3 separate regions of the Sus scrofa genome follow, and regions 1 and 2 are each linked to region 3. A link is a contact called in public Hi-C data. All regions are on one chromosome and are shown on one strand. The core of a region is the stretch at or near the end of the contact, and the rest is flanking DNA. Distances in the headings are between cores, read along the strand shown. Region 1 holds the start of LHX2 (LIM homeobox 2). Region 2 overlaps DENND1A (DENN domain-containing protein 1A). Region 3 overlaps DENND1A (DENN domain-containing protein 1A).

Region 1 (3,390 bases), core at 874-3,373, 450 kb after region 3:
CATGTGCATTTGCGCATATGAACATGCACTGCTTGGGTATTACAAGCAGAGGTATATTTGTCTGAAATTTATGTATGGTATGTGGAAAGTATGATTTTGTGCTGCTTCAATTCTATGCCCTCTAAGATAAACTGCACATCTCCTGACTAGTCCCTTCCCTCCTGCTGGTAAGCAAGTCACTTCACACAGACCTGCCTCCAGAGCAGAGTCAGGAGATGGGACTCTGTAACTGACTAGCTCATTCAGTTTTTCTCTACGTTCACTTTTTGTTTCCTAAATCCAGCTTCACCACCCACCCTAGAATCACTCCCAGGAGACTCTCGGTTGAGCCTGAAGTCTGGAATGGCCGTTGGGATTTACATGGCACACCAGGGTGTTGGTCCTTGGCGAAAAGGTGCAGGCAGGTGTCAGGATGGAGTCCCTTCTCTAACTGTATTGTGGCATGATGTACCCAACAGAGATTGGGCCTGTGATCCTTAATAACCTCGCTGCTGTTGCCTAAGGTAGCTCAAGTGAGAAAGTTTTTAGAGGGAGGAGATGGAAGGGGAAAAGGGAATGATGGGAGAATTTGCTTAGTGCCTACTATGTTCCAGGCAGTTTACACCCGTGATCTCTTTCGCTCATCACATCCATGTGGACAGGGCTTTCTTGACCCTCATTTAAAGATCAGAAACAGGCTTCCGGGAAGTGAAGTCATTTGCCTAAGGTTACACTGAAAGTAAATGGAAGAACTAGGATCTTAAGCCATGCCTTTCACAGTCCCAAAGCCATGCTTTCGCCCACTCTTCCTGGCTGGAAAGAGACCTAGAAGAGTGAGAAGGAGCTGCACTGCTGGGCCTTTAATTGGGCCCTAGCTCGCTGGAAGCGAGGATAACTGGCTGGCCCCACTCCCCGGGAGCCACGGCTCCCGCCGATTCTTGCCTCTCTGGCTCTGCTGGGTCCGCAGGAGGCCTGCGCGGTAGTCCGCAGCCCGCGGCGCGAAGCTTGGGCCAAAGGAAGAACTCGGCGGGAAGCGGCCGAGGGCTCCCCCAGCTCTGCTCCGGACCTGCCTTCTCAGGCCTCCCCAGCCGGTGCGCGAGGAGTGGCTCCGGGCCGAGGGGAGACTGGAGGGAGACTTCCTCAAGCATCCTTTAGTGGCTGCGTCTTCTTAGGATGGAGATGGCGGGGAGAGAGGGTTTAATTTTCCTTCCCAAAGAAATTACAGGAAACAGTTCGTAGCTTAAAACTCCAAACCCCGCGCTCTCCCTCCTCCCTCCCGCCCCCGCCCTCCAGCCTCGCCCACCAGCTCCCACCATCTCTTCGCTCCTCTCCTCCTCTTGCTGCTCCCCTCCCTCTCCGGTCTCCCGCCTTCCCGGAGCACGCGCTGCCAGGGCCCGGGGTGCCGGGCGGCCAATGGGGCGGCGGCAGGACGTGATGTCAGGCGCGGCTGTAGAAAAGGCGCGGACGCTTGGCTGGCGCGGACTGCAGAGCCGGGGCTGGGCTCGGCGCGCTCTTGGAGAGCCTTGCGCGCGGCTGGGCCCGCGGCCGGCGGCTCCTCCTCCTACTCTGCTCCTCCTCCTTTTTCTCCTCCTCCTCCTCCACCTCCTCCTCCACCTCCTCCTCCTCCTCTTCCTCCTCCTCCTCTTCAATTCTCCCGGTGTCTCTGCTCGGCTCGCTGGCTTCGGAGAAATCCCCACTCCAGTAGCCGACCCAGCGCCTAAGCGGGTCGCCTTGGGCTAAGGGCACACCCTGGGGAGGGGAGAGGTCTAGGCAGCTGGGCCGCCGCGGGCACCTAGTCGCACCCCGGTGAGCCCCGACTGCAGCCGTCGCCGCCTCGGGCAGACTTTGCGCTTCTGCTTTGCGCCCGGGGCGCCGAAGCCGGGCCGGCGATGCCCGCAGCGTGAAAGCGCCCGCGGCGGGTGGCGACCTCTGCCCTGGTCTCCCACCCCCTCCCGCACAGCACCCCCCCCCCGCCCCCTGCCCTTGTGACCCTGGCTTTGGCGCCGCCGCCCAGGCGCCCCGCGATGTAGCTGCCCTAGCGCCTCGGCGGGAGGCGTCCTGGCCCGCGGGCGCCCAGGGCCCGGAGCCCGGCCTGGGGGCGCAGCCGAGCTCGGGCGGGGCCGGGGCCGCGGTGGCGATGCACCGGGCCCGTTAGCGCGGGGAGCGCCAGGCAGCTGAGGCGGGGGCAAGCCCTCCCGCGGAGGAGCCGCGCCCCCGGCCCCGCCGGTCCCGCCGCGATGCTGTTCCACAGTCTGTCGGGCCCCGAGGTGCACGGGGTCATCGACGAGATGGACCGCAGGGCCAAGAGCGAGGCTCCCGCCATCAGCTCCGCCATCGACCGCGGCGACACGGAGACGGTAGGCGCACGGCTGCGGGGTCGGGGCGAAAAGCTGGGATGGGGCCGGTTCGGTCTGCGCCTCTGCTCTCCTAAGTTTGGGGGCACTTTGGAGAGCGTCCTTCGTGCCGCACGGGACTGGACGCTGGGGATCCGCGGACAGGATGCGAGGCCCGTAGCTCCCGGCTCAGGGGAAACCCGGCTGCTGGGGCGGAGGAGGGAAACAAGGTTGAAACCGAAATTTCAGACCCTCAGGGTGGAAGAGAGGATTTCTCCCGAAGTGGGAGCGAAGTCCTACCCGAGGCCCGGATGGCTCTCTTCTCACTTTTCCCGGCTTTTCGGTCGCCAGCCTCCGCGCTCTCCTCCACCACCGGCTCTGGCTACTGGCGCCGCCGCCTGAGGCGCGGGGAAGGACGAACCAACCGGCAGCACTGGGGCTCCAGCCGACTTGGGCCGTTCCCTGCTTCCTGGCGATCAGGTTCCCTCCCTAGCACAGTTTCACGGGTCGGAGTCCTCTGGGCCAGCGCTTTTTCGTTGATCGCGTCTTGGGCCTCCTGGCTGGTCCGACTTGGCCGGGTTAGCGCCGGGAGTTCAGGCTCTGGCCTGGCCCTTGTGGAAGGAGAGTCCAGTCGGATCTCCACACCTGGCTCCACCAGCTCAGCCCCAAATAGCCAGTTCCTTGCCTCAGACGTCTCTGGGGGCCAGAGGAGCAGACACTGTCCAAGCCGGGCCCAGAAGTGACCTTTAGAGGCAGAGGAGGTGGGGAGCACGAGCGAAGCTTCTCGCTTGGAAAGGAAGAGCAGCAGCTCCAGCGCCTCTGCTTCTGAACTTGTCTTCTGGAGTTAAACCCTCTCAGCCTGTCAGTTTGGTTAGGGGAGGATTTGAATTGGGCCTGTCGTGCACTCAGAGACTTTGAGGGTGCCCATGCACCCCACTCACCATCTCTCAGCACCCAAGAGGGCCCCAGCCAGTGGGGCAGAGGTGGTGGAGGGGCAGAGGTTGAGCGATTTGCCCTGGCCTAAACCTTCCGCTTAAGGATCCAGAGATCACTGGGGTTAGGGGCCAGGAACTCCACC
Region 2 (3,174 bases), core at 520-3,019, 320 kb after region 3:
ATCTATATACAAAAAGTAACAGATTCAGACACAGAAGACAAACTTACGGTTACCAAAGGGAAAAGGCAGGGGAGAGAGGGATAAATTAGAGTAGTTTGTGAGATCCCTGGTGGCGGAGCAGGTTAAACATCCTGTGCTGTCACTGCTATGGCTCAGGCCACTGCTGTGGCACAGGTTTGATCCCTGGCCCAGGAACTTCTGCATGCTGCAAGGAAGGCCAGAAAAAAAGATACGAAACTAAAAATAAAACAGATAAGCAGCAAGGCTTTACTGTGTAGCACAGGGAACTATATTTAACATCTTGTAATAAACTATAAAGGAAAATAATCTGGAAGTATATACACATGTGCAACTGAATCACTTTGCTACACACCTGAAACAATATAATTAACGTAAATTAACTATACTTCAATTTAAAAAAAAAAAAAACCATTTTATCTTTCATGACTAAAAACTCCCTCTTCCCTGATTTGCTCTATAAGCCTAATTTTTCTTCCTCTACATTATCTGATTTTTCTACTACATGTACAGGTAATATTAGCCAGTTATTTTGAGGAAGATGCCACAGGAATGAAATTAAAATCCTGATTCTACCACTTGTGGCTGTCCAACTTGAACAATTACATTAACCTCTCTAAGCCTCAGTTCCTCAAAAATAAGACCCATGTTAGAGGGTTGTTCAAGGCTTTAAAAGGAACTCTAAAAGACAAGTGATGAGTCATAATGACTCAAAAAAGTTAGCTACTGTGTCATCATTCTTCAAAAATTTACTGATTTATTATCTTATTCTTGAAAAGAAATAAGATGAATTGTGTTATACCTCAAAGAATATCCTTATTTTTATCTGAAGTTTAACAACTTTTAAAAGGGCTTTTCTCCCCTTCCACGTCATTTTTAAAGACAGCATAAATTGTTTATTTTTCCAAGTCAATTTTTAAAAAATATCTAATGGGAGTTCCCGTCGTCAGATTCGTTTCCACTGAGCCACTAGTATCCGTGACAATGCAGGTTCAATCCCTGGCCTCACTCAGTGAGTTAAGGATCTGGCGTTGCTCTGAGTTGCACTGTAGGTCACAGACATGGCTTGAATGCTCTGTTGCTGTGGCTATGATGTAGGCCGGCAGCTATAGCTCCAATTCGACCTCTAGCTTAGGAACCTCCATATGCTGCAAATGCAGCCCTAAAAGACAAAAAATAAAAATTAAAAAAATTAAAAATTTCTAATAATATTGATCATACACTGATCACAGGCCAAAATCCCAGAACTGGAATCCTGTAAAATCAAAGTGTAAGTTCAGAAAAATAAATCTGGCTCTCAGTACCTTAAGTTGGCCAAGATCCAGTTTTCTTCATAAAACTGATAATTCAGAAATGTCAGAAATGTGAACAGATACTTAAGAGAGATTATAAAGCCAGGTGGCAGTTTTGTTTGTTTTGGTTTTTGGCCTTTTTTTTTTTTTTTAAGGTCACTGCCTAACACCGATGTAGCTGCAAAACTCAGTTCAGCAAAGCATTTCATCTTAGGCATTCTTTTCACAGAGTTCTCACAACAGTTTCTCAACTTGACTATCCACTACTTTTTTAAAAAGTGGCCACTGGGCTAAGGTATTAACAACACTAGGAGGGGAGCAGACACAGACGGAAGCTGGTCTGCAGAACAGCCTTGAGAACCCGATGCCGCTGCACTCCCAGTGCTAAGCGCCTGCCAAAGAGTGTCTACAGCAGGCTCAGAGATGCCAGCTGTAATGAGACACTAGTGTTTGCAATGCATTCCAGAGTTTCAGCATGGCCAGTACCATCTGATCATGCGACCAGGCAGGCTCATCCGTCTTGCCAAGAGCACCCTCTTTCGAGACCTTCAGTCTGACAGGCTGAACTCGGCTCTGGGAACTTACACAAATGGTGGGGACTGTGTTCATTTTCTGGATTCCCATGCAAGTGGGTTCTTGAACAAATACACAAATCAGAGTACACAAAATGGAACTGACAAAAAAAGAAAGCATTAAAAAATTAGGAACAAAGTAGATCAAAGATCTACTCAAAATAACCTATCTTCTTTTTAAAACATTAAAATCACATACCTAAATAACAAGATTATACACAAAAGATGTTCAATGGCATTACTGACAACAGGAGAACCCTGGGAATAATCTCAAGATTAATAAGTAAATACAGCACATAAACATGATGTCATGATTTATAGCAACTAAAATGATCTTTACAAAGATATATTAACTTAAGGGAAAGTTTAACAATAAATTTGAAAGGAACAAGAAAAACACACACATGTAGCAAAAGCTGGGGAGAAAAGTTTATGTATTTACCCACACCCACACCCACACACAGCCTACAAGGAAATCCAAAACATTCACAGTAGTTACTACTGAGTGATGATTTTTTTTCTTCCTTATAACTTCAAGAATTTTTAAATTTTATACGTTCTCAAAAAACTATAACAAGCCACTAAAAATTTAAAGATGAATAGAAAAAAAAAAATACACACCAGGATAATCTGCAATATGTACTCAACTTAAAAATTTTTAGTAATTTTTTTTCTTACAATGAGCAAATAACATAGCATAGTATAAGAAAATCAGAAGAATGAAACTCTCACAGAAATTTATAGAACAAAATGTATACTAAATCCTCCAATTAAAGACCCATAAAGTAGTTTCAGTGCTTTCTAACCCACCTTCTCACAGCAGGGAATTAATCCCCCTGGGGGATGCGAACAAACTTCAAAGAGAAGATTATGCCCAGACACTAGTACTGTAGAGCGTAAATTTTATACCTAAGTTTGCTCAGATATTTTGGCAGAGATCAGAGATGCAGATCCAAGGAACAAAGACTAATTTTAAGGCAGATTCTTTGTAATCATCTAAATAGCAAAAATAATGGCAAAAATAACGCATTAAATAATATCAGAAAAAGGCAAATATAAATTGTATTGAAAACAAAAAAAGATTGCAGAAGTAGACAAAAAGTTACCTTAAATCAAGTATTAAGGTACAGCTTATCTGCTCATTTTAAAAACTAGAAAATCTTATGAATTCCCCAAGAAAGTAAGTGGCACCATGAGTTCAGTTTGTATACCAAATTTTTTTTTGGTGGGGGTCTTTTTAGAGCCACACCATGGCATATGGAAGTTCCCAGGCTAGGGGTCAAATCGGAGCT
Region 3 (3,302 bases), core at 163-2,662:
AAAATACTGGAAACAATCTAAATGTCCAGTATGATAGAGTGGTTACGGAAATTACGGTAGCTGTACTTGATAGAATATTCTGCAGCTATCTAAAAAAGCCAAGGCTGTAATGTTAAATGGAGGAGAAACAAATTTTTAACTTAGATTTGATAGTAACTATGTAGATAGTCTTCATAAAGAAAAATAATTAGCAAGAATTTACAAAAGGTAGTTGAGGTAGTTGTGTTCATTCAATTGAAGTATAGTGATATTTTAGTTTTTCTAGTTTGTAAATATTTTTTCTATTTTCCGTTATACTAAGACCATATACAGTTTGTTTGTTTTTAAAAAACCATGAGATCAATGGTGTTACTCAAACAGGAGACAGATATATATGGTATTTTTCTGACCTGCTCTAACACAGCCTCGTCTGTTCATGCTTGAAAGCCAGGCTATCAATCTGCTTTTATCTTAACTTCTCTGTCTTCAAGGGGTTTTAGGTGGATAAATATGACTCAGCAGAATCAAGTGCAAAATCAGGGGCTGTAAGATGGATGATGCCAGCGTACCCATGGCTGACTCTGGAAGCTGGTCCTCCTGGGAAGGACTAAGCAAGCTGGCCAGGAGGAGCTGCCTACTGCCTGCACAGCCTGCTTTGCGGCTCTGACATCAACTAGCTTTACCGTCCCCACCTCAGCCGTCGCTCCCTGTGGGCAGGGGCTGTTCTCCATTCATAATGGGGAAGCCCAACCAGCAGAATGCCCCAGAGAGAGCCACGCAAGCTTGTTGAACAAACAACTCATGGTGGGCCATCTACCCTGGCCTTTCCACAGCTACTGGCACAGAACAGAATGCACGTTGGAGCACCAATCTCCATCAGTTTTGCTCTTTGAGCTAACATTTATCAGGGACTATGGGCCAGATATGGTAAAAGCACCTTCACATGTGCTGCTTTAAGATGACTCCACGTAGCACGAGCTATGAAAGAAGAAACTATGGACAGAAAAAAGGATGTAATTAAAGCACACAATTCTATTTTTGAAAGTGCTTTAAAACTGAGGCCACTGTGCTAAGAAACGTCTTCCAAAGAGAGGATGCTGGTTAGTCTTATTCAGATTTCAAGATGATATAATTTTAAACAAAAGAGTGAGGAAAAATAAGACTCTTTTTAAAATTCATTTGGTCTCCCGAGGAGGGAGAAAGGGGACCATTCGCAGCAAATTCAGGACCCACACTGCTATACACATCCTCCAAAAGTTGCAATCTTCTACCCAGCAGAGAAAGGATCCTTGGCCTAGCAATTAAAATCATTTCTTTCATCCCCTTCTTGCCAAAAAGGACCCCAGCCCTAACTAGTTAATCCCTAACACACACTGCTACTCCCAGAGTTGCCTGGCAACTGCTAGGAGGCGTGTCAGAGAGCAAGAAAGGCCTAAATAAATGAGCTAGAGCCTGAGCTGCCGCTTGACACGGATAAAGGGGGTTTTTCCGAATGGGGCTGCCTGGCTGCTTGTGGATCTGTCATTTAAGTGGAGAAGAACAAGTTGGCTTGGCTGATATTGTTAAATATCTTGGGCTTTGTACCTCATATTCTCCAGGTGACTGAAAAATGGGTCACATGCCCTTGTGATTTGCTGACACTCTCCCCTCTGCCAGGCAGCGCCAACCTCCAAAGCCTAAAGACAAGACAGGATATAATGTGTACGCACTGAACAGAGGCCCAGGGCCAACCCCGGCATCACACACTTCTCTGTTTGTTCATTTCTCTCACCCATCCTTCCATCCACTGTTCCAAATACATGCACTGATGCCTTCGCTCTGCCATGACCCGGGCCCGGTGCTAGAAATGCAGAGCGGGTTGTTAACGTGAAACACGAGGCAACCAGAACAAAGACGGGCAAGTGGTGTGGTGGAAGAAGCTTGGGTTTTCAAGTCAGGCCGACCTGAGTCTGATTCCTGGCTCTGACACTTGCCAAGAAGTCAGGGGCAACCTCAGCCACTCTCCCCAATCTGTAACATGGACAGCAACGAGCTCATGGGGAATCTCTGAGACCACAGATGCCAACAAGGGGGGTGACCTTGGGGAAGGCCACTGAACAGGTAGGAGACTTGCAGCTGGATACCCTCAGGTCTCACTTTCTGATCCTTGGGACGAGTAACCCACCTGGCCCTGAAGAGACCCTGCCAGGGAGCCCACACAGACCTTCTGGCCCTGGGACAGGCACACAGCAGAAGGCACGGGTGGAGTGGGGCAGCCTGATGCCTGGCATGTGGCTGGGACTCAGCCAGGGGGGTGCCTTCCTCTTCCCTTCCAGGCAGGGGAAAGAAAATGAAGTTTGGGACTCCCTAGCCAGCTGCATTTTGAATTTTTTCCAGTAGGAGAGGGAAAATGAAAAAAAAAAAAAAAAAAAAAAAAAAAAAAGGCCAAGGAATTAAAAATTTCAAACGAATGAGCTCTGAGGCATGGAGGAGCTGTTGCTCATCTCTGCCTCTGGGGCGAGGTCGGCCCCTCCTGGCCCTGTGGGAGCCAAGCAGAAAAGAGCATCCTCTAGTCTGTCATGTTTCATGTTTCAAAAAACCCAGACTCTGACTTTGTAATGACCTGAGTCCCATGACTGTGGCCACTAGCCAGGGTGGGAAGCTGGTGCCCTGCACATGCCTCCCAGGCCCGAGCCCTCAGGCCACCCTCGGCCCTGGGCTGCTCTCCACTTGGCCTGTCCCAGAGTCTCCCCTCCAGGCTACCAACCGTTTCTGGTGACCAGCTTTCTCCTTCAGTTTACGAATCAAAGGCCTTGAATGTACTTGGGTCCTCAGACCCAGTAAAACCACATTGGGGATTTCACCTAGGGAAATAATTCAGACTGTGAATGAAGATTTATATAAAGCTGTTCACCATCGCGTGGTTGAAGACTGTGGACAATTCAGAGAACCAGAGGTGGGATGATGTGGTGGGCCTTGGCATTGGTTCTGGACTGCAGGAAGTGGACAATATTCTCTGTGAGTGGGGCCCAGATAGTTGCCACTTTAAGAGCCCCCCAGGTGATTCTGAGCCACAGCTGGGGTTGAGAACCACCTGGGGTCACCAAATGGGAGATGCACAGCCAATATTTAAGAGGAGTTTTTTTTTTTTTTTTTTTTTTTTTTTTTTTTTTTTTTGTCTTTTTGCCATTTCTTGGGCTGCTCCCACGGCATATGAAGGTTCCCAGGCTAGGGGTCGAATCAGAGCTATAGCCGCCGGCCTATGCCAGAGCCACAGCAACGCGGGATCCGAGCCACGTCTGCAACCTACACCACAGCTCACGGTAACGCCGGATCCTTAACCC

What was found. A called contact is a pair of places that touch in the nucleus more often than the background predicts.
Region 1: a Hi-C map of brain shows a contact between it and region 3, with 5 times the contacts expected there. The contact joins the promoter of LHX2 here to the enhancer-like site in region 3. A contact is called at or near these places in 2 of 47 Hi-C or Micro-C datasets (brain and mesenteric adipose tissue).
Region 2: a contact with region 3 is called in a Hi-C map of brain, with 5 times the contacts expected there. The contact joins two enhancer-like sites. A contact is called at or near these places in 7 of 47 Hi-C or Micro-C datasets (brain, embryonic fibroblasts, fetal heart ventricle and 3 more).

What each region holds. Positions count from the first base shown.
Region 1 is chr1:264,898,808-264,902,197 of Sscrofa11.1, forward strand. LHX2 (LIM homeobox 2) reads left to right here and starts at 2,124. Exons shown (of 5, transcript NM_001170519.1): 1 at 2,124-2,336. The coding sequence starts at 2,217.
Region 2 is chr1:264,771,177-264,774,350 of Sscrofa11.1, forward strand. All of the region lies in intron 2 of DENND1A (DENN domain-containing protein 1A), which reads right to left. Among named protein-coding and RNA genes, the nearest start is that of DENND1A, 51 kb to the right of the region's middle. Within about 2 kb of position 1,770, at least 13 of the 83 cell types and tissues checked have an H3K27ac peak or open chromatin away from gene starts, as enhancers often do. A contact at or near this core is called in brain, where this site is marked.
Region 3 is chr1:264,448,364-264,451,665 of Sscrofa11.1, forward strand. All of the region lies in intron 13 of DENND1A (DENN domain-containing protein 1A), which reads right to left. Among named protein-coding and RNA genes, the nearest start is that of CRB2, 170 kb to the left of the region's middle. Within about 2 kb of position 1,413, at least 4 of the 83 cell types and tissues checked have an H3K27ac peak or open chromatin away from gene starts, as enhancers often do. A contact at or near this core is called in brain, where this site is marked.